3 separate regions of the Mus musculus genome follow, and all the other regions are linked to region 3. The links are chromatin contacts, called in public Hi-C and promoter capture Hi-C maps. All regions are on one chromosome and are shown on one strand. Each heading gives the region's core, a stretch centred on a gene start, on an enhancer-like site or on the middle of the called end of the contact. The rest is flanking DNA. Distances are from core to core; before and after follow the strand shown.

The links. Promoter capture Hi-C pulls out the DNA fragments that hold promoters and counts their contacts. Hi-C and Micro-C count contacts between places; a contact is called where the count stands out from the background.
Region 1: a contact with region 3 is called in a promoter capture Hi-C map of pre-B cells, with 2.4 times the contacts expected there. The contact joins the promoter of Atp6v1g3 here to the enhancer-like site in region 3. A contact is called at or near these places in 5 of 39 promoter capture datasets (the C10 cell line, the HPC-7 cell line, hippocampal neurons and 2 more).
Region 2: a contact with region 3 is called in a Hi-C map of neural progenitor cells, with 4 times the contacts expected there. The contact joins two enhancer-like sites. A contact is called at or near these places in 12 of 484 Hi-C or Micro-C datasets (the HPC-7 cell line, adipose-derived mesenchymal stem cells, cerebellum and 7 more) and 1 of 115 datasets of contacts at active chromatin or transcription factors (embryonic basal ganglia).

Annotation. Positions count from the first base shown.
Region 1 is chr1:138,272,267-138,275,174 of GRCm38.p6, reverse strand. Atp6v1g3 (ATPase, H+ transporting, lysosomal V1 subunit G3) reads right to left here and starts at 1,437. Exons shown (of 3, transcript NM_177397.3): 1 at 1,328-1,437. The coding sequence starts at 1,409.
Region 2 is chr1:136,554,916-136,557,615 of GRCm38.p6, reverse strand. It overlaps a transcript of Kif14 not described here. Among named protein-coding and RNA genes, the nearest start is that of Zfp281, 69 kb to the left of the region's middle. Within about 2 kb of position 1,410, at least 55 of the 459 cell types and tissues checked have an H3K27ac peak or open chromatin away from gene starts, as enhancers often do. A contact at or near this core is called in cortical neurons and neural progenitor cells, where this site is marked.
Region 3 is chr1:137,330,736-137,333,467 of GRCm38.p6, reverse strand. No RefSeq gene overlaps it. Among named protein-coding and RNA genes, the nearest start is that of Gm34244, 21 kb to the left of the region's middle. Within about 2 kb of position 1,332, at least 51 of the 459 cell types and tissues checked have an H3K27ac peak or open chromatin away from gene starts, as enhancers often do. A contact at or near this core is called in cortical neurons, neural progenitor cells and pre-B cells, where this site is marked.

The DNA.
Region 1 (2,908 bases), core at 188-2,687, 940 kb before region 3:
CCCCTCTAGAGTTGTGGTGGTGCTCACATGGCAGAATGTTCGGAAACCAATTCACCATAAGAAAGGGGAAGGGTTTTACTGCCACTGCAAACACCAGAGAATGAACACTGTCTGCCTGCTTCCTGTCTGACATCCCAGAAGTCACATAAGCAACATTTTAGAGACACTGCAACCCCCTTCCTATCCGATTTTGAATCTATCTGCAGACAAAGCAGGAAAATGCTATAAAGATGAATGACACTTCAAATTGTTACATATTAGTAAATGATAGAGAGAATCCTGGAAAAACATAGATCTTGGCTTAGGGAACCAGAATTCAAGATGTCAGTCTTGTATAAAAACTATATGAAATGTCTATACTGCATTGTTTAGGAGCTGGCTGCAGATGGAGACCTGGTCCAACTCCTATTGGTTCCAAGTCTTCTCTGTGTGACCGTGAGCATCCTAAAAATGCTGCTTAGCATCATGTCTTCCTTCCACAAAGACCATTGTGAAAAGTAAACAAAATAAATACTGAGCATGGTAGCTGATGTTGTATTTTTGTCTTTTAAAATATTGCCTTGGGCAAATCATAAAACCTATTTTTTGCATTCATGAATTAGAAATAGTTTTGATGCCTTACTCACACCGTGCATGTCAATAAGAGTAGGAAGAAAGTTAAAGACACTCACATGCAAACATAGATATATATGTCTAAATCAGAAGGCAGCAAATGAGACCAAAACAGAGACATTTAAGATGTTGGGATGTAAAAGGCTACCCAGAGAGGGAAAGCAAGCTGTTAAACGTTATCTCAATTTAATGAAACTGTAAATAGCTGCTCAAAAAGCATCAAGCAAATTGGTTTAACTTGTCTTCCTCCTTCCCTTTCTTTGCCGTCACTCCTATTAGAATCTTCTCCTCTGTTGTTGGTGCTCACGTGGCTGGGTGTTCAGAAACCAATTCACCACAAGGAAGGGAAAGAGTTACTGCTTAGTGATGGACTTGATCAGAAAGTTGCCTGTCTCTACACCATTTCACAGTATGGTGCCAACTGAGGTGTAAGTGTGTAAAAGAAGATGCAGAGGTAGGCTTAAGCCTATATCCATAACCTCAGAGCTATTCATTTTGCACACGGCCTCTCAAAAGCATCCACCCCAATTAACAAAAACCCCTTCCTGGTGTGGAGTGTGGAACATGCAGCTGCAGAGTTCCTCCTAATGGCTTAAGGTTTCACTAGGAAAGTAGTAACATCACAGTTCAAATCCAGGTCTGCTTGACAAGGACTCCCATGGTCCTCTCCCTCGTCCCTCTGCATTTTCTGACCAGCCCCTTGGGTGACACTTACTTTTCTTTGCCTCATCTAGCTTGTCCTTGGCCCTTTTCTCTGCCTGCAGGAGCTGTTGGATCCCCTGAGACTGGCTGGTCATGGTGTCTTGCTCCAAGGAAGGTGACTTCGGTGGAAGCTGGGAGATACGGGTCCTTTTCAACTTGTTTTGTCAACAGTGAACACATAGGTGTTTGTTCCAAACTTGCCTGATTGGATCAAAGAGTTGGATGCCAAGGTGAGCTCAAGGAGGAATCCAGGAAAACAAGTTAGTGACTCCAAGACACTGGCAATTCACTGTCACTGACTTGAGCTCTGTATTAACAAGGCAACTATACAGGGCTCCCAGGTTTCCTTAAAGAAATAGGTAGGACATCTCTAGGAACAATATTTGCCACCATATACCCCCACATCCCAATACTGACCTGTTGCTGAATTGCCTTTCAGGTTACAATGTTTCTCCCTGCACCTTGTATTTGCAATAATTTCTCAGGCCTTTATCTGTCTCTGTGATTGAATTATCTGCTTGAGGAAAATTGATTTTCCTTCTTCAAGGAAAGAGATTGTCTGTCTTTGTGGGTGAAGATCTATTTTCTTCTTGTCCTAGGCCTCAGGTAGAAAAGGAAGACCATTAGGGCACCTTATGCTGTTCTCTTGTAAGGCTTTGTTGGAGTTCATGATGATCTTACTACAGTGCTTCAGGCAACAATAGGAGGGATTATTGTCCTGCACTTGAGGTTAGTTTAGGCATATCTTTTCTGTTACTTTGTATCTATGTCCATCTATGCACAATGTACAGTGATGTCCACATATTTCACCTGATTCTGTACAGTAAGAGACAAATAAGAAAGCTACTCAAGTAAAGAATGCAACGTAACATTTCTATGCATCCAATGCTTGTATTGGAAAGGAGGGGTTGGTTCCTTTTTCACTTAGATGGTATGACCCACCAGTGGGTTTTTCATGGACTTCAGCTTGAAAAACTTCTGTCACTTAGTCTGTCAGGTGCAATTTCTTCCAATAGGTGCCTGGATTTAAACACAAATTTAAAAAGGAGGGCCAAGCCTTTTAAGGTTTCAAAGATTATTTTTTCCTAATCTTTTCAAGTGTCTCATCTATACCAGTGGAACAGGAAACAGCCATATCAGGCTCCTTTCAGTATGCACTTCTTGGCATCCACAAAAGTGCCTGGGTTTGGTAACTGTATATGGAATGAATTCCCAGGTGGGACAGTCTCTGGGTGGCCTTTCCTTTAGTCTCCGCTCTACACTTTATCTCCATATTTGCTCCTGTGAGTAATTTGTTCTCCTTCTAAGAAGAACCAAAGTTTCCACACTTTAATCTTCCTTCTTCTTCAGCTTCATGTTGTCTGTTAATTGTATCCTGGTTATTTCAAACTTTTGGGTTAGTATCCAGTTATCAGTGAGTACATACCATGTGTTTTCTTTTGGGACTGGGTTACCTCACTCAGGATGATATTTTCTAGTTCTATCCATTTGCCTAAGAATTTCATGAATTCATCATTTTTAATAGCTGAGTAGTATTCCATTGTGTAAATGTACCTGACTTTGTCTCCTCTTCCCTCCTTCCTCTCTGTTTTCT
Region 2 (2,700 bases), core at 161-2,660, 780 kb after region 3:
TAGACTAACTGGCCGTGAGGCCCCGCCCCTCATCTTCCTGGCTTCCCTTCGTGCAAGCTCCTACATTTACTTAGCATTTACATTCGAGTTACGAATTCAAACTCAAGTCGTCATTTTTTTTTTTTTTTAATTTTTATTTATTATTATATGTAAGTACACTGTAGCTGTCTTCAGACACACCAGAAGAGGGAGTCAGATCTTGTTACGGATGGTTGTGAGCCACCATGTGGTTGCTGGGATTTGAACTCTGGACCTTCAGAAGAGCAGTCGGGTGCTCTTACCCACTGAGCCATCTCACCAGCCCCTCAAGTCGTCATTTTTTACCCACTGAACCATATGTACACTATAAATGTATACCATAATGTACGCTATAAATAAGTAGAGGTATAGTCTAAAAAAATCTGTACATATTTTGACAAAATCCATCCTCAAGATGGTGGAAGGTTATTGCTTGGTTTATATACATTTTTCACGAGTGCAGCCGCTGATGGGTCGTAGGTGGGAAATCAAGTGATCATACACCGGCATCGTTTTGAGCCATTACAGGAACAGAGAAAACCTGCAGAGGACTTGGTCTGTTCTCCATTTTGATGGCACGAAAGCCATCCCTTGCTTTTAAAGCAAGCACAGGGATAAAAATCCCCGTGATGGACTCAGAGACCTTCTGACCTCATCTCTCACCTTGGCTTTTAGTCTTGTTGGTGGTTGTTTTGTTTGTCTTGTTTTTAAGATTTATTTATTATACAGCATTCTGCCTGCAAGTATTCCTGCAGGCCAGAAGAGGGCACCAGATCCCATTACAGATGGTTGTGAGCCACCATGTGGTTGCTGGGAATTGAACTCAGGACCCCTGGAAGAGCAGCCAATGCTCTTAACCACTGAGCCATCTCTCCAGCCCCAAGTCAGTGGGTTTTTTTTGGATGTTGTTTTCTGAATGGTGTGTGTGTGTGTGTGTGTGTGTGTGTGTGTGTGAAGAGAGAGAGAGAGAGAGAGAGAGAGAGAGAGAGAGAGAGAGAGTTTTTTCTTGTCTTTCCATACCCCTTATGGTGTATGGTGCAGTACTACACTGACCTCAGCCTGTGGAAACAGGACAGACTCTGAAGGCACTGAAGGGGACTATGGGAAGGTCTGTCTGTGGCTTTATCCTTCCTTAGTTCTGCTTCTGGCTTACAGGTTGTCCATTTCTCCAAACTCATTCTCAGTTTGTAGAAATGCAGCTGTTTGCCAAACACCTACGGGATAGCGCAAAAGCTCGTACCGTTTTATTAATACCCTTTTGGGTTCCATGTATCTACACACAAATCCTGCATCTTGCAGCAGTCCCAAAATGAAGACGTAGATGCTGTCTGCCTGGGAGAAGGGAGGCACTCAGTCCTCGAAGGGCTGCTGTTGAGCTCAGACTAGAGGCACATTCCTTTCTCTTGACACAGAGTTTCCAGCACAATTAGCATTTTATAGGCATCCCACAAACACTGTGGAAGGGAATCGAATTGCCACTGGAAATGGCCAGAGTGATTAAAATATTAATTCTAAACAGCAGAGGGAGCACCCCGGGCGTAGGTTTCACAGTGGTGGTCAACCCTGATCCCGTGCACAACCCCCTGGGAATGTCAAGAAGCAGCCAAGCCCTGGCTGTCAGAAACCTGACGGAGTAGACACAAGATAAGACTTAGCCACTGAGAGTTTTTAAAGGTCCACTGGTAATTACAGAACATAACCAGGTATGGTGGGTAGGATTTTTTGTTGTTTTGTTTTATTTAAGTGAAGAGTTTGTGTTCCCTGAACGGCATTCTTCCAAGGCCAACGCTTCTGAAAGGAGCACTCACAGAGGATGACAGGACTGCCAAGCCGCCCAGGAACTGCTTCTGAGAGTTGAATTTGTAAATGAAGAGGCAGTTTTGCTTTTCGGAAGCAAGATCTACCAGCTTGTTCTTAAAGGGCCAGGTAGTGACGACTTCAGGCTGCGCAAAGCTTTGTACTCTGCAGCAAACTCTCACCTTGGTCATCAGGGCAGAAAGGCGGTCCTGTGGAGACACGTGAATGGGCACAGCTGTGTTCTAATAAGGTTTTATTGATGGATGTTCAATATTGAATTTCATGAAACCCCATTCTATTGACTTTTTTTCTGTCTTTTTTTTTTTTTTTTTTTTTTGGTTTCTCGAGACAGGGTTTCTCTGTGTAGTCCTGGCTGTCCTGGAACTCACTCTGTACACCAGGCTGGCCTCGAACTCAGAAATCCACCTGCCTCTGCCTCCCAAGTGCTGGGATTAAAGGCATGAGCCACCACAGCCCAGCTTTTTTCTGTCTTTCTTGAGACAGTCTCACTGTGTAGTTCTGGCTGGCTTGGTACTCACCACGTAGACCTGCCTGGCCTTGAGTTCACAGAGACCTATGAACTATGTTTACCTCCCGAGTGCTGGGATCAAGGCATGACCACTGAGTCCAGACTGATATTTTTTCAACCACCAGAAACTATAGCGGGCTGAGTGAGATAGGGCTCACCAGGTAAAGGCACTTGCCGCCAACGTGGGCAACTTGAGTGGAAGGAGGGGCTGATTCCCAAAAGTTGTCCTCTGACTTCCACAACCCCACACACGATACATAAAATAAATCATACATACAAAAACAAAACAAAAGAAAAAAAAAACCCAACTAAACAGTGGCTAGGTTTGTGAGCAGGCCATTGTTACTGTCCCTCCC
Region 3 (2,732 bases), core at 83-2,582:
CATTTGGGGCTTTATTGTGCCCCAGGTATTTCTGTAGATTCTCTACTATTGTCCCAAGAAACCCAATAATCATACTCGCTCATACTTACAGAAACCATTTCATGTGGCATCAAAAAAAAATCATTGCAGGAAAAATATGTATATTTTTAATCTATCATTTAGAAGCCATAGGATTCACATTCCCTTTTCAGATTAGGAAAGAATGAAATGCATGAGTATGCAGTAAACCCTCCAAATCACCAAAGACTCAAGAGTGGTCACTATGAAGCCGTTAAGAGCTTACACCACCTCAGTTAGATACCAAGACTGAGTGAGATTTCCAGGACTGAAGTTCGGGTGGTAGGTTTGGGTCATAATCTATTACTTTTTAGTAAGTACTCAAAAGAACTTTAAAACATAAAATAAAAAAAAGAATACTCAAGAGTAGATTTCTTTTTCTCACACTAACCCATCCTCTTTTCCCAATAAGAAAGCCATGCCTGTCTAAAGGTTCCACAAGCTGGAGCTAGGGATTCCCACAAACCCCTCTCTAACACGTCTGTGCAAAGGCCCAGAGCTGGCAATGGAGGTTGGAAGAGCTTTCAGTCCTAGTTCACTGTAGGAGGTAAACATTACAGGAGCATGTGAGGCTAGGACAGAGAACCAAAGAAAAGAAACAGCAGGTTTAAAAGAACATGCAAGAGGAGGACCGGGAAAATATTACAGGACAATAAATTACAGCCCACAGCCCTATCCAGATGTCGGTTCACGGTACTGCAGTAGCCACAGCATGGGGAGGTTAGAGAACCACATTTACCATGTGTGCACTGCTCTGTATTTAATGTTTAAGCTCTTTAATTCTTTGTGTCTATGAAAAGCCTCAGTCAGAAAATCCAGATGGACTATATTAATCAGAGCACATAATTTTAGTGGTAGACATGCTTATTCCCAAAGCCTGGATATATTCCTAGAGCTTTGCAGAGCCTCGTTGTCTTGAGGGAAAAAAAATACGCTTGGCTCGGCAGCATTTGTTAATTTATGTAAGAAGGAAAATGAATCACATATAAACATATGGAAATATCCAAATGCCAGGTTTTCAGTTTTTTTGTTTTTTTAGGTTAGCTCCCTGAGTCCTCATTTTCTTTCTAGCCTGGGATTGGTGGTATCGGTTTTTTAACATTAAACAGACTCCTTGTTTGGAGTGTGTGTGTGTGTGTGTGTGTTTCAGACCAAGCAAATTTCGTGTTTTCTTTGGACAGAAAACTAACAAAGGATGGGAAGTCCTTACTTTAAGACATTACAGTTAAGGGTCATGAACATTCAAGCAGGAGTTACTGCCATCCAGAGGCAGAAAGCCACGAACAGCCATATCCTATCCTAGCTCCATCGTGGAGGAAGGAAGACAAGCAAAATGTGTAGGTTGCAGCAGTTTTGGTCGTTAAATCATCCAAAAAGAAATTGGAAAATGCCAAAACTTGAATGTCACTGGGTCTCTGGTTCTCCTGTTGTCAGAAATGACAGAGTCTCTAGTCCAGCACTCTCCAGAACTGGTCACGGTTTAAAAAAAAAAAAAAAAAAAAGGAGCAGTCTGATGTCAGGCTGGCCATCTGTGCCAACTGTCCTGAGTACTGGAGTCTGTAACACATTCAAAGTGAGCTTCGCACGTGTCTTTGCACATATAGTTTTCTTATATTAAAGCTTTGATGACTGTTGCTGAGGTTAGCTGTTCTAGCAGTTGATACAGGCAGCCCATAGCCCTTCAATATAAGTCATATGCTGTATTTGCTGCCTAGTGACTGTCTAATTGGAAGTAAAGACATCCATGGTCTTTCAGACAAGAGCTTCCAAGCATGTGTGCATGAATTTTTTTTTCTTTTTTGTGGCATTAACAAGCGAAGTCCTGAAAGCTTTGGCATACCTGAGCATTGGGCAGTCATTCTAAAGGAACTAGCTCAGCGCCATGCAGGTTTGGGTGCCGTGGAAAAATAGGTCCATCTAGGTAAGAGACCACTGCACAGCAGCACTAACCACTAGGAAAGTTTCTGCAGCATCACAAAGACAGATTCTGGAAAAATATAAATATGTGTGTGATATATTTTACATGACTCACATATAAATATAGTAGTCACATATACATACACACATAAGTGGTGGTTACACATTGGTAGAAATTCCAACTTAAAAACTACATCAACTTCAATTTTTAACAACAGGCACAAGTAATTATACTTGCCACTTGCAGGTATTTTATACACTCCTGATGGATATAACTGCTTTGGAATAGGTTTTAAAACTTGGAAACACACGCATACACCATTTCTCAATGGGCAAAGCATACTTCAATTTTCTAACTGAATCCTACCCACATGAGTGCAAACATTTTGAGTCAAATAAAATGATTTAAAAATTGCAGAATAATATAGTGTTAATCATCTTCACTCTGCTTGAAGTATTTCAATGCTATTCTATCATATTTTGGGGAAGCCACTCTCAAGCATTTTAAAGGAGAGATAGAGAAGGTTCTCCCAATTTTTAATAGACTTACAAAATACGGACATGAAAGTACGAAGCCTATACTTCTCTAGCCTCCCCTACCCCCGCCCCCCTCTGTCTTAACACTGGGCTGCCCTTCTGCAGGGAACTTTCCACCAGATATCTTGCATGTTCAGGGTTACCAGTGCCCTCTGCTGGCTTTCTGCTTGAAATGAGAGAATGGAGGGAAAGACAGAGATAGACAGACAGACAGGCAGACA